3 separate regions of the Sus scrofa genome follow, and regions 1 and 2 are each linked to region 3. The links are chromatin contacts, called in public targeted proximity ligation maps. All regions are on one chromosome and are shown on one strand. The core of a region is the stretch at or near the end of the contact, and the rest is flanking DNA. Distances in the headings are between cores, read along the strand shown. Region 1 overlaps PRKCE (protein kinase C epsilon type). Region 2 overlaps PRKCE (protein kinase C epsilon type). Region 3 overlaps LOC110260021 (a long non-coding RNA gene).

Region 1 (4,501 bases), core at 113-2,612, 400 kb after region 3:
TGTGATATCACACAATATTTGTCTTTCTCTGATTTACTTTACTTTGTATGATAATCTCTAAGTCCACCCATATTGCTGTAAATGGCATTATTTCATTCTCTTTTATGGCTCTATGAAGGCCTGAATTTCCAGATTTTTTTCCACTGCTGAATTCCCCACACTTAGAACAGTACCTTGTATGTACTAGACACACAAGGAACAAGTGCTGAATGAATGAATCTCTCTATACTATTATAGTCCTTTTCCTTAGGCCGAATGTTCTCTGTATTTATCACGTACATATGGTATATACTATATATGGACTTATCATATAAATGTAATTTAAATTTACCATTTTACATATATATATATGGCCATATATGCTCCAGAGATACTTGTTATAAGTGATAATATTACTCTGTCCTCAGGCTCAGACACCCTAGTGGTGCTCATCCCCATGGCTGAGAGGGTGCCCCTTGGTCCGAGGAAGGGAGGTGTTGGGGGAGGGGAGTGAAGCAGGCAGGGACTAGGAAGGATTGAGTGTCCTTCTGTCACACTATTTCCAGCATTACAATCTTGCAGCCAGGGTTGGGCTTGTGCTCACAAGAGAACTGCAGAGTCACCCATTCAATACCTGGTTCACGGATGAATTCCTGGCTGGTGGCCCTGAGAAGTCAAGGGGGACTTTTTCAAGTCAGTCTGCATCTCTCTGAAGAGAGCCTCAATGAGAAGCGTGGACCACTACACTGAGCCCTAGCCCCCAGGAGACCTGGGCTTGTTTACTCTACATGAGAAAGGAGCCTGGGTCCTTCGGGCCACAGGGGGATCCCCAGGCCTTCAGCTCAACTTCAATTCTGATGTTTCTAAAGCAATACCAAATAAGCCCTCCGTGTGGTCCTGCGAGCTGAGACGTGGGCGGGGACTGCTGGTGGGCGGGGACCTGGAATGGCTAGCTGATGGAAGCCATGAGCATTCTCTGCTCCTGAGTCCTGAGGTCAGGGGTCATCCTAATTTTGTTGAGTCAGAGTAAAGGAAATTCTGCCTGAGGCAAGAGGATAGGAGAACTTCTGCTCTAGAAGGAAAACTCAGGTGATCATAGTCTGCTTCTGAGAATGACACTCTGGATAATGGTCCCCCTCCCAGAACCAAGACCTGCAGAGACCATAGGTAGAGGTGCCACGGTGTGGCCACTCCAATGTCCAGGCGGCGTAAGTGCCCATGAGTGAGCCATCCCTAAAACAGCAAATCTTAGAATGTTTCATCAGGAATGAATCAAGTGGCTGTTTATTAGTCCGTGATATGTGCCAGGCCCTACACTAGAACAATCTCTCTAATCCTGCTGACACTCCTCCATGGTAGCTCAGGGCAGTTAACGTGCCAAGGTCATGGTCATGCAGCTGAGCCTGGCCGGGAATCCTGGCCTGGGTTCCATCTGGGCTGCAGGGTTGTGGCTCCCAAGGTGCTCCAAGTGGCTGAGCTCCTGTGGGCCCGTGTGTTCCCAGTGCTAGATCAAGTGACCACAGCTAATCCTCACAACACCTCACAGGGTAGGAATTAACATCTCCACTTTTCCAGTGAAGAAACTGCAGCCTGGAGAAAGAAACTTGCCCAAGGTTACTGAGCTTATAACGAACAGAGCAGTGTGACTCCAGAGTCCAAACTCTTGAACTTCCTTCCATCTACGCTGCCGAACACCCCAGAATTCAGAGCCCTGATGTCGTGGTCTGGGCTCCACCACAAGGGGGAAAGCACTTGGTCTCTGGGCCTGGCTTTCCCCATTGCAGAAAGTGGAAGTTAGATTGATGACTTCTGAAGTCACTTGGTCACTCTTTTTTTGGGGGGGGGGGTCTTTTTAGAGCTTCAGGTGTGGCATACGGAAATTCCCAGGCTAGGAGGTGAATTGAAGCTGCAGCTGCAGGACCACACCACAGCCTCAGCCTCATCTGCAACCCACAGCACAGCTCATGGCAACAACAGATTCTTAACCCACTGAACAAGGCCTGGGGTCAAACCCGTGTCCTCACGGATGCAAGTCGGGTTCGTTACTGCTGAGTTACAATGGGGACTCCTGAGGCCACTCTTTTTAGGTACCTGACCTGACTGCCATTCTTTGCCTGTACTGGGCTCCTCTGGGGTAAAATGGACAGGTCGCAGTTCAGGCTGTGAAGAAACACACAGCTGCTTGGAGGGATCCTTTCCAGCCATAAACTCTGAGCATCCATCCCAGGAGGACCCCTCTGGGCTTCCTCTGTAAGGCTGACCTCCTCCGCTGACTCTCTCTGCTCTGCGGAGTCAGGATCCAGCCTGTTCCCCACTTGCAGGATTTGTCTGTGCGCACCAGCCTCTTCCAGCCTCCCTTCTGGGACTCATGCTGTTTCCTAGACCCACCTAACATTTCTAAGGACCAGCAGCTCATCCAAAGGACCAAGCTCCCTACCTCCTCCAAGACATCTGCACTTCTTCTTTTTCAAAACTCCGCCATCATTTACTGCCCGGCTCATGCCACTTAACACGGTAGTGCTTATTGGCATATGTATCTCTACTTATCTCGTATGTTTCAGCCTTAATTCCCAGATCTGGCTTTACTTTTTGATTCCTCACAGCAAGTAGCACAAAGTTATGTGCATCAAGGAATTCCAAGCTTGTCCAGAAGGGGTTCTAAGTTAGACTTCCATGGAGTTCCCATCATGGCTCAGCGGTTAACAAATCCGACTAGGAGCCATGAGGTTGCGGGTTCCATCCCAGGCCTCGCTCAGTGGGTCAAGGATCTGGTGTTGGCATGAGCTGTGGTATAGATCGCAGACACAGCTCGGATCTGGTGTTGCCACAGCTGTGGCGTAAGCTGGTGGCTACAGCTCTGATTAGACCCCTAGCCTGGGAACCTCCATATGCCACAGGTGCAGCCCTAGAAAAAGACACACACACACAAAACATATGACTAAGTTAGACTGCCATGTCACAAGTCCACTCCTCAAAGGAGAGCTGTGTAACTTTGGGAAAGTTACTTAATTTTCGCAAGCCTCAGCATCTTCATATATAAAATGGAAACGGTAATGGCCACCTTCCTATAGAACCTGCGTGAGGATTAAATAATACAATGCAACAAAAGAAAACACTAGCGAAGTACCTGACAATAGTAAAAGCTCAGTATTAGACTATGGTGGAAGGTCTCCAAAGGTGGCCCCAGGAATCCCTGCCTTCCCTGATGGGCATGCTCCTCCCATCAAAAGGTAGAGCCTATGTACCCACCTTGAACCTGGGCCGGCCTTGTGGCTTGCTTTGGACAACACAGAAGTGATACGAACTATGCCCGTTCTGGGCCTAACTTTTAAGAAGTCTGGCAGCCAGCTACTGTGCTGGAAAGAAGCATGGGCTAGCCGTGGAAGGATAAGTCCCCACAGAGAACACCAATGAAGGTCCCTGGCACCTTCCAGTGAAGCCCAGACACCAGCTGAATACAGCCAAGAGAGGGTTACCAGCTGAGGCCACGTGGAGGAGCAGAAAAGCCACCTAGCTCAGTTTCTTGAGGTCCTGGCCCACAGAATAAGGAGACATAATTTATTGTTGTTTTAAGCCACCAAGTTTTGAGGTGGTTTGTTGCATGGCCATAGATCACCGAAGCAATCAACGTAGCTACTGTGATTCTTATGATTCTTATGAAATCGGTATGTTCACACTGAGGGGCTATTAAATGCAACAGGTATTTTTAACCACTATGATGCTAAGAGCCAAAGCAGATGCAAAAGAAAAAAAGAGTGAATAGTAATGCCCCATCTCAAGATCTTTATAGTCTAGAGTGAGGAAAGATGCTGGCATGGACATAATTACTGTATAAAGCAGCAGAGGGGGCAGAGTATCACAGAGTAAGGGTCATATGGAGATAAAAGGAAGAAGAAATTAGACTCTAAGGACAAGGGAGGTGCACAGATTACGCAGATATTTGCAAAGAAAGAGATTTTAGATGGATCTTGAAGGCCAATGAGAGGGGAGATAATATTTTTTAAAGAGACAGAGCCTTAAAAATGACTCCAAGAGCCCTGGTTCTCTCCTGCAACTTTTCTCAGTGCTGAGCAGCCAGGAGAATCTCAGCTGGTGTTGAGGGGCCTGTACAAGAGATTTCACTCCTCCCCACAGCTCTGTGAGAATTTCAAGAATACCACCTGTTTTCTTATCTATTAAAGGGGATGACAGTCCCCCAAGCCCCACCTCAGGATCACGTCAGGGTATAAAAACGGAGGTTCTGACTGCTCATAGACCCCGGTCTGCAGGGCCTCAAGATACTCTCTATTTCTGAGCAAAATCTCTAAAAACCTAGAGTGCTATCATTTCCAGCCTGGTGTGGGCTAAGTCTCATCTCCCCTGTGCCTGGGGCCCTGACTCTCCAGCCCTCTCAGAACTCCAACAGCGGTCCAGCATCTGATCCTGGCAAACCCAGCACTGCTCACTCCACTCCTAATATACTCTTCTTAAGGATAAGGCTCAGGGCGTATGCATCTTTGGCAAAGCCCAGTGGGCCTAGGAC
Region 2 (4,370 bases), core at 1,077-3,576, 500 kb after region 3:
TCCATGCTTCAGTTTGGTTTTTTTTTTTTTTTTTTCCAATTTTCCGGAAGCCTGGGGGAGCAGGAGGGCATCTGCACATCACACCTTTCTGACCTGTCACCAGGAACCCCTTCTGCAGCCACACATTTTTTTGCATGAACCAGATGCCTCTTCTTTATGAACTTCCCAGTTCTGGTCTTAGTCCCATGACTGATGAATAATTTGAGACCCTAGCTGGGCAGGGGTTGGTTATAAAAAGCCTTACATAGTCCTCAATACAAATATGTACTCAGTGCCACACTGCAGTGTTACCATCTGCTCCCAGGTCTCCCTACATCAAGGCCCTTTCCTCTCCCTGACCCGGCACCTGCTGAGAGCCTCCTACCGTGGGAGGCTGCAGGTGCTGGGGTCCTACAGCCCAGCTGTGATGCACAGAGGGGACACTGTGGACATTGGCTGGGGAGTCCTGGGATGGAAATCCTATCCCATCTCCACCATCCTCTGCCTGTGAGACGCTGGGCCAGTGAGCTCCGCTCTTTGGACCGTGGTTCTCCTACCTGAAAAGTGAGGAACTGGACCCTCTGCTTCCTTCCTACCACTGCCATGTTAGGTCAGTTCTGATTCTTTCCTGTGCAAATAACAGACTTTAAAAAGCTGCTTCAGCACAAAAGGGAATTTCTCAGGAAGACCTTGGACCTTCTCATGGACTCCAAGGAGGACCTGAAACCCAATCAATAGGAAGAACAAAGCAGGGTTGCCCAGGGACGAGAGGCTGGGGAGTTGCCCTCTCATCAATGTGACCCAGCTCCAGGCAGCCACAAATTTTTGAGTCAGCCACAGATGCTTAAAGTAGATTCCAGGTAGAATACGTCAGATGAGTGATGGAGATGGGCTCCCACCCACAAGGCAGCAGATTCATTACCGAGTAACTGCTATGTCCTCCACAGAAAAGACAGGCCATCCGCGTTGGAAAGTGGGTAGTGATAGACTCCCCCTGGAGCTACACAGGAGGGGGGGGTGCCCAGCATCATGGACTAATGGATGCTCCTCTTCTCCCTAGTTATGGGGCACAGTGGTGTCCAGGAAAGGCCCTGAACTTGGGTGCTGAAGACTTACCCTATGATTGTTGATAAGATTTATGAGCATCCAACCTGAGCTGCTCACTAACCATATCATTTTGGCCAAGTTTTCTGAACTCCCCAGGCCTCCATTTCCTCATTTTAAAACTGATCCATAGTACCGGGTTGCCTCCAATTCTTTTATCAACGCATGTGCTCTTCCAACACTACCTCTTGTTCTGCTGTCTTTAGCGTCCTCGTGTCCTCATTCTGGGCTGTCATACAGAACAGTCATCAGGTAACTGATGAGCTGGATGGAGGTGTCATCTGACTGCCTAAAAGACCAGTATCAGACCTGAAGAAGAACAGGGTCCCCCTCTTTCACACTTTATTTTTCAGAAACTATAACATGTCCCCTTCGGTTTGCCCATTCATCGATCCACTGAATGGTTGATTTGTTCAACAAGCACGTATTTGGGGCTCACTGTGGACCAGGCATTGTGCTAGGCACTGAGTGAGACCAAGGCCCTGGCCTCAGGGTGCTCGTGCCCTCTAGGAAATGCAGAGCCTGTTCATCCACGACGCACAGCATGAGAGGATGGGACTTGCAGGCAAAAGGGAAGAAACCAGGAGAAAAGGCAATGAAAGTACAAGAGGAGAGAATTGACAGAGAGGACCTGGGGGACAGAGGGGGCGGGTGGGGATGGAGCTGGAAGAAAACAGTGTTCTCTTCAGTTTTAGGAAAAGCCCTAATGTTCAACAGTTTCCAGGGCAGGAGGAAGCCTACGCTAACTGGAGTCTTCTCAGAGTTGGGTTTTGGGAACAGTCCGAAGTGGCAGCTCAATTTACCACCTTAACATCTGGCCACACCCCTCGACGCAGCCTCCTTCTGCTCTAAGGGGCAGCAGCTGCCTGCATCTTCACATCTTGTCTTTGATGCTCCCTCAGTCTTGCTTTCTGCAGCCCGAATTCAGTCCCGTGCGGGGGTGAGTGGGAATTGAACAGGGTGAAAAAGAATATGCAAGAGTAAAAAATGATTTCTATATGGGCATCTTCCGCTGGGAGAGACTGCTTCCCCGTCACGCTTTGGTGTCTCAGACTCAGGCTTAAGCACAACGCGTTTCTCGCTTTTCCATTCCAATTAGTTGTGTATTTTTAGCACGTGTTATATAAGGCTCATCTGCCCAAATTCGTTGGCTCCGGGCCTCTTCTTCCTTTCATTTCACTGGTGGATTGACCCGCGTGGTAGGATGACAGGTCTGTAAATAGCCTGCCCGAGGAGGGCTGGATGGGAAGAGCTCTCGAGATGAAGTGAGGGTTTGTATTTGGCATGCCAGGGCTAAATCCAGCCCTTCTAAAAGGGGAAAGCAGAAAGAACGCACAATTCCAAGCGGAACACCACACAGTTAGAAAGGGCTGCTGCGCCTACAACAAGCAGGGAGAGGCCGGGCTCAGACAGGTAGGGCCCCCACTGTCCCGGGCCAGCCTGGAAGAGGCCACCGTGGGTCCCAGGGTGCCAGGCTCTGTCAGCTGCAGAATAACTGTCTAACACAGGTTGTGTATGTGTAGCTCTATGCACAAGTTGCAGGCCTTTCTAGGAAAAATAAAAGCCCATCAGCATTGTCGGTGGGAGGCAGGAAAAAAAGCATGAAGCGGGACTGAGAAAGCCCTGCCCTGGCCCCATCTCTGCCCTCAACTCTGGTGGTTTTAGGGAAGACACTTTGCCTCTCTCCGGATCAGCATCCTTGCATTAAAATAAAATAGCCCCATCACTTCGACACACAAGGTTGCGGAAGGACTAAAATGGAACAATGCGTGTGTCGATGAATGTAAAACCTTACATTCAAATAGAAAGCATTACCCATGAGTCTGGCCTGGAATCTATGACTACACATCCCGGCTAAAATGTGTGGAGAGCGCAGGAGCTAAGGCACCTCCTCCCAGAGGGCACAGCATCGGACAGGTTCCTCTAGAAACCAGGGCTTAAAGAGGCTCAGAGGGAAGAGAGAGAGAGAGAACCCTAGAAGTCAAGGGATGTAGTGCTGGGGTGCAACCTTAGTGTCCCCCAAAGAACACACAAAAGCTACACACACAGCCTTTCCCAGGTCCTGGGCTCATCAAAACTAGGTCCCCACACACGGGATCCCTCCTCCACCCTCTTGCTCCTCCCAGGACATTTTAACAGGCACCGGTCACCACAGAAATCACCACCAGAACAAAGCCTTGGATATGGCAAAACCTATCCAAAGGCTTTTTTTTTTTTTTTTTTTTTTTCTTTCTAGGCCCACATGGAAGGATATGGAGGCTCCCAGGCTAGAGATACAATCAGAACTGTAGCCACCGGCCTACACCGTAGCCACTCGGGATCCAAGCCGCGTCTGCAACCTACACCACAGCTCACGGCAACGCCAGGTCCTTAACCCACTGAGCAAGGCCAGGGCTCGAACCTGCATCCTCATGGATCCTAGCTGGGTTCGTTAACCACTGACCCACAACGGGAACTCCAAAACCTAACCAAAGTCACTATGGCAAAGTCTTTTCGGAGCTAAAGACAAAGCTGTATTCTTCCTTAGCCCACACCAGCAGTTAGCAGTTAAATGTTGATCTAGTTAATGGGAAGACAAATACTCAAATCCCCTGCAGGAAAGAGTACCAGCCTCTCTGAGACACAGGGGACCTTCTGCTGGTTTGCAGTTCTGGAGCGGGGGGCCCTCTCCCCCTCGCCCCGCAGCCTGAGCTGCAGCAGCAACATTTTAATCCAGGCTGCGGCTCTTTGCACGGCAGTTACACAGCGGCGCTGGATCAGCAAGCCTGGTAGCAAGCCACGGCCTTGGGGTCAGATAGGCCTGGACTCATGTAGCTTTTTTCTAGGTGACTTTGAGGGAGGTATTTATTTTGTTCACGTGTCAGTTTTCACCTGTGTAAAATGGAGGCAACAGTATCTGCTTCACAGAGAGGTTGTAAGGATTCAGTTCAATAACCCATATAAAAGGACACTTTTTTTTTAACCTTTTTGTCTTTTTAGGGCCACACCCACGGCATATGGAGGGTCCCAGGCTAGGAGTCTAACTGGAGCTGTTGCCACCGACCTGGCCAGAGCCACAGCAATGCAGAATCCGAGCAGAGTCTGCAACCTACACCGCAGCTCACGGCAATGCCAGATCCTTAACCCACTGAGAGAGGCCAGGGATCAAACCGGCAACCTCATGCTTCCTAGTCGGATTCGTTTCCACTGCGTCACGATGGAAGTCCAAAGTGAGCAGTGGTCAGTGAATATTAATCTCCTTCTCTAAGTTCCAAGCCCAGGGAAATCCAACCAGATTTGCTAGCTCA
Region 3 (4,376 bases), core at 254-2,753:
AGCCACCAATCGCTTTAAGGAACTGAGAGCAGATCTTGGCCTGGGGGATAGGTCTCCAGCCATGGCTGGGCTTCCTTCACCAGGACTGATGTCCCTCTCCCTGCAGAGACAGGATTCTGCTATTGCTGCTGGATGGGTAGGCAGCTGAGCCACGCTTGGCTGGCTCTGTTTTGGGATGGAGACCAGGAGTTCTGCCTAAGAAGCGGGGAGAGAAACAACAAAAATGGTAGATCCTTTTCTGGAAGGGAAAAGGCAGCAGGAGGCACTTTATTCCTCAATTCAGACCCTTTCAGACAGCTGCTCAGATGATCGATGGAGACGTTTATTTGCTGCAGTTTCCTTGGAATCACTGATCTCTAGTCACTGCTCACTCCCCTGCAGCAGAACACTGCTAGCATTGTGGGGTGTGCATTTTAATTCTAAGGCAGTTGCAGATGCAAGCAAGACATTGATTAAATGTAGAACTGGCAGGAGCAGATAGGTGTAAGTGCCCACAATAGGGAGTTGGGTGGGGAGGGAGGACCCAGCTCTGTGGATAACCAGTCCCTCCCTCCTTCCGACCTCAGCTTTCCCATCTGTGAAATGAGGGTCCTGGGATGGAGACCCTCCAAGCTCTTCTTGTACGCTGACATCCTGCAATTTATTTTGTGTCATGGTCCCAGCCTGGACCTGGGTTCTGTGGGCAACGGTGGAGAAAACACACAGACTTTTGCCATCTGGAAAAGGCGGCCTCATAATTGGCCATCTCAGGCCTCTCAAGAGCTTCTGAATCTGTCTGGATCAGCCGAACAGAATTCTGGTCGTGTGGGCCGGTGTCAAATTTCACATTGTCCACCGTTGGGCTCCTACCAAAAGTTGGTTCTAAGAAGTAACTCTTAGGAGAGTTGGTCAAAGACTAATTTTCAAAGATTAAAAGAAAAAAATTTTAAAGCAATTAAATCCTTTTCTTCAAAGGGAATTTTATGTGGACATGAGATAAGACAAAGGAAGCTCTGGCTGCTCTGGGAGAGGGAACCCAGAGTCTCCAGGCTCCTCCGTGAATCTGTAGGCTCCAAGGAGCACAGTTTGAAAGTGACCCACCTAAGTGTCAGACAGTCTAATGACACTTGAGGAACAAGTGAGGTCCCTGATTCCACGTCCATGTCATACCTTTGCTTTTAGCAAAAGTGCCCTGAAAACTAGCACACAAATGCCTGGTCTGTATCTGCTGTTGGAGACACCGTATGTCACATCATGTGATGTTCTCCATGGAATGTCCCCACGTGAGGAATTTCTTTCAGCAGTTCTTACTAGGAAAAACTTTATCCACCTAGGAACCAAAATGTCCTTCAAGTCTTTGTGTAAAAAACCCAGCCAACCAACTAACAAGCAAACACGGTGTCTCCCTGAGAGGAGCTTTTCATAACGAGATGAATGTCCCTTGATGCAATTCCCTCTTAGTGCTGTGGGGTAGGTGCCATGGGTTGGCACTTGACATCCATTTAAAACTCCTTCTAATGTGTCTTCCTGTGCCTGAGAGGCTAGCAAGCTAAAAATATCACTTCCCAGATTCCCTTGCTCCTAGGCTTCTGGATTAAATTTCCATCACTCGATGTACTAATGCAGTATCTGGAGGTGGAAATGAAGGGACGTTGTCTTCATGTTGCGGTGATTCTTGCTGGTGACCAATGTGAATCTGGGTGAGGATGTTTCTACAGCTGGGACTCCAGGTCCGGTCACTGGGGTGGCAGTGCCTCACAGATTTTGAGACTGGAGTTTTGGCAGTGTGCTCTTGATTGCAAAGACTCTGCTTGCTGAGATTTGGTTCCCTGCCATCTTGATTCTGGCAGAGTTGGAAGCTCCCCTGGTGGGCAAGTTAGGTGGCAGGTTTATTTTAGTTTTTTCTTTAGTAAGATCTTTATTGGTTGGATCATCCAGAGAGCCTTCTGAGATCACTTTTTTTTTTTCTTTTTACGACTGTACCCATGGCATATGGACATTCCCGGGCTAGGGGTCAAGTCAGAGCTGCAGCTGCCAGCCTGCACTACAGCCACAGCAAAACCAGATCCAAGCTGCATCTGTGACCTACATGGTAGCTTGTGGCAACGCCAGATCCTTAACCCACTGAGTGAGACCAGGGATCGAACCTGCATCCTCACAGAGGCCACTTTGGGTCCTTAACCCACTGAGCCACAATGGGAATTCCTAGGTGACAGGTTCTGGTTGCCATTCCTGATGGCCCAGTCTAGAGCTCTTTGCTCATGTTCTTTCCACAATCCATTCTGTAAGAACTGAATTCCCTGGGTTGCAGCATTTTTGCTGAAAAAGCAAGAGTAGGTTCTGTTTGCTATACTTGAGAACCCTGACTAATGTTCTGCAGTTATCAGGATGCTTAGATCCAAGTCTTTTTTTAAAATGAAGTATAATTGACTGACAGTTAGATCCAAGTCTTGTTTCTCCTTGTTGAAGCGTGAAGGGCTTTGAGCCTCAGTTTCCACATCTAAAGCTGCATGGTCAGGATACTCTCATTATATCATACTGTAATTGTTTCCTTGGGTCTCTCACTATTTGCTTCTGCCTCCCTTCATGGCTAAGAGCTATTCGAGGTTTTACAGCTTACCTAGCCCTTTCCCCTATTATGATCTGACCCTCACAACCACCATGGGAGGTCAAAGGGAGGGTTTATTATAATTACAAGACCACAGGATAATTGCTGCGGTGGAGGCATGTAGGTAGCTGAAGAATGGGCGGAATGCTCTGGGTTGCTTGGGGGAATTGGACGAGGTCTTTAGGAGGACGTGGCACCTGAACTTTGAAGAATGAGATGTCTAAAGAGAGGAAGGCAGGGTGGGACTTGACCAGCAGGGAAAAGCCTACGCAAAGGCTTGGAGGCATGAGCAGGCCTGCACGTCCAGGGGTGATTGCTAGCGTGGGTTCAGGACTGTCTGAGTGGGCTGTGAGGGGGCAGTGGTTGGAGGGGAGGGCTTGGGACTCCTGCCTGCGGGGAGTTGAGACTTTCCTCTGTAGATTGCAGAGAGGCCAGGAAGCAACCTGACTGAATGACCACGCTGACCACATGGGGGTTGGGGAGGGCTGGAGAGGCAAGGTTAGAAGCAGAGTGAGTGAGCAGCCCGGATGGCAGTTCAAGTAAGAGGTGATGAGAGGTGGCCGTGGGGGTGGAAACAAGGGAGCTGGTGATGGATTGGATGTGGAGGATGAGAGAGAGAGGGGAGAGTGGTCTGGGACGACCCCCAGGTCTCGGGTTTGGATAACCGGGTGAGTGGTACTCACCGAGAAAGGGAGCTTGGGAAGGTGGCAGGTTTGGACCATAGAGTTTCAGATTGTCTGGTGACCAGATGATTACAGAGGTCTAAAGCTGTAGACAGGTCTGTCTGAAGGTGTGAGTTTTAGAGCAGTCAGTGTTCAGGTGGCAGGTTGAGACCTCGAGTGGATGCCCTTGTTTAGGGAGAATGTAAAGACTGGGGAGGAGAATGGAGCTGGGAGGACTGTCACCACCTCCAGGAAGAGAAACCTATAAACAGGCAGCTGCAGTGGCGAGAGATGTAGAAGGAAAATGAGAGGAGGGAGGTTCAAGGGAGATGCACTGGTCCACAGTGTCAGCTGGAGGGATATCCACAGAGGTGAGGCCTGGAGAGTTTCCTTTGGATCACTGGTGACCTTGGCAATCAAAGTCACTTCCAACAAATACATATTGAATACCTATTGTGTGCTGTACTGTTCTTAGAACTTGCAATATATCAGCAAATAATTCCATTCTAGTGAGGGGAGACAGCCCATAGAGAAAGAATATAACAAACAAGGGTATTTATAGCATGCTAGAAGGTGGTAAGTGCTGCAGATGAAAAGTCAAACATATTAAGGGGGAAATCAGGCATGATGGGCAGGGGTGGTGATTTTAAATATGGTCCAATGATCAGAAAGTTACAAGTAAGCAAAATCTTGAAAGTGGTGAGAAGCTGACCACATGAATATCTGGGGGTAAGCATTTTGGCCAAAAACGCATATAGCCAGTGACAGTTTCCTCAAGGTGGAATCTGTCTGGAATGGCAAGGAGTCCAGCATGGCTAGGGGTCAGTGAGGGAGAGGGAGTAGGAAGTAATGTCAAGGAGGTAAGGTATAGAGTAGAGGCAAAGCTTCTAGGGCTGGGCAGACCATGGGAAGGACTTTGACTTTGGGTAGTGACTAGAATGTTTCAAGCCAAGGAATGACATGGAATAGCTTAGGCTTTAAAAATGCACATGAATCTGGCTACTGCATTGATGACAGACGGTAAGAGGGAAGGGGGCAGCAGGGAGTTGTGCTATTGTGGTAACCTAGGCAAGATCTCTTGAGCCTGGATTGTGGCACGGGAAGTGGTTGGAAGTGTCAAATTCTGG

What was found.
Region 1: a contact with region 3 is called in a targeted proximity ligation map of skeletal muscle. A contact is called at or near these places in 1 of 47 Hi-C or Micro-C datasets (embryonic fibroblasts) and 2 of 2 datasets of targeted methods (alveolar macrophages and skeletal muscle).
Region 2: a contact with region 3 is called in a targeted proximity ligation map of skeletal muscle, with 2.3 times the contacts expected there. A contact is called at or near these places in 1 of 47 Hi-C or Micro-C datasets (embryonic fibroblasts) and 1 of 2 datasets of targeted methods (skeletal muscle).

Annotation. Positions count from the first base shown.
Region 1 is chr3:94,484,394-94,488,894 of Sscrofa11.1, forward strand. The region is part of intron 11 of PRKCE (protein kinase C epsilon type); the gene reads right to left. Among named protein-coding and RNA genes, the nearest start is that of EPAS1, 230 kb to the left of the region's middle.
Region 2 is chr3:94,583,470-94,587,839 of Sscrofa11.1, forward strand. The region is part of intron 3 of PRKCE (protein kinase C epsilon type); the gene reads right to left. Among named protein-coding and RNA genes, the nearest start is that of PRKCE, 280 kb to the right of the region's middle.
Region 3 is chr3:94,084,013-94,088,388 of Sscrofa11.1, forward strand. All of the region lies in intron 1 of LOC110260021 (a long non-coding RNA gene), which reads left to right. Among named protein-coding and RNA genes, the nearest start is that of TMEM247, 19 kb to the left of the region's middle.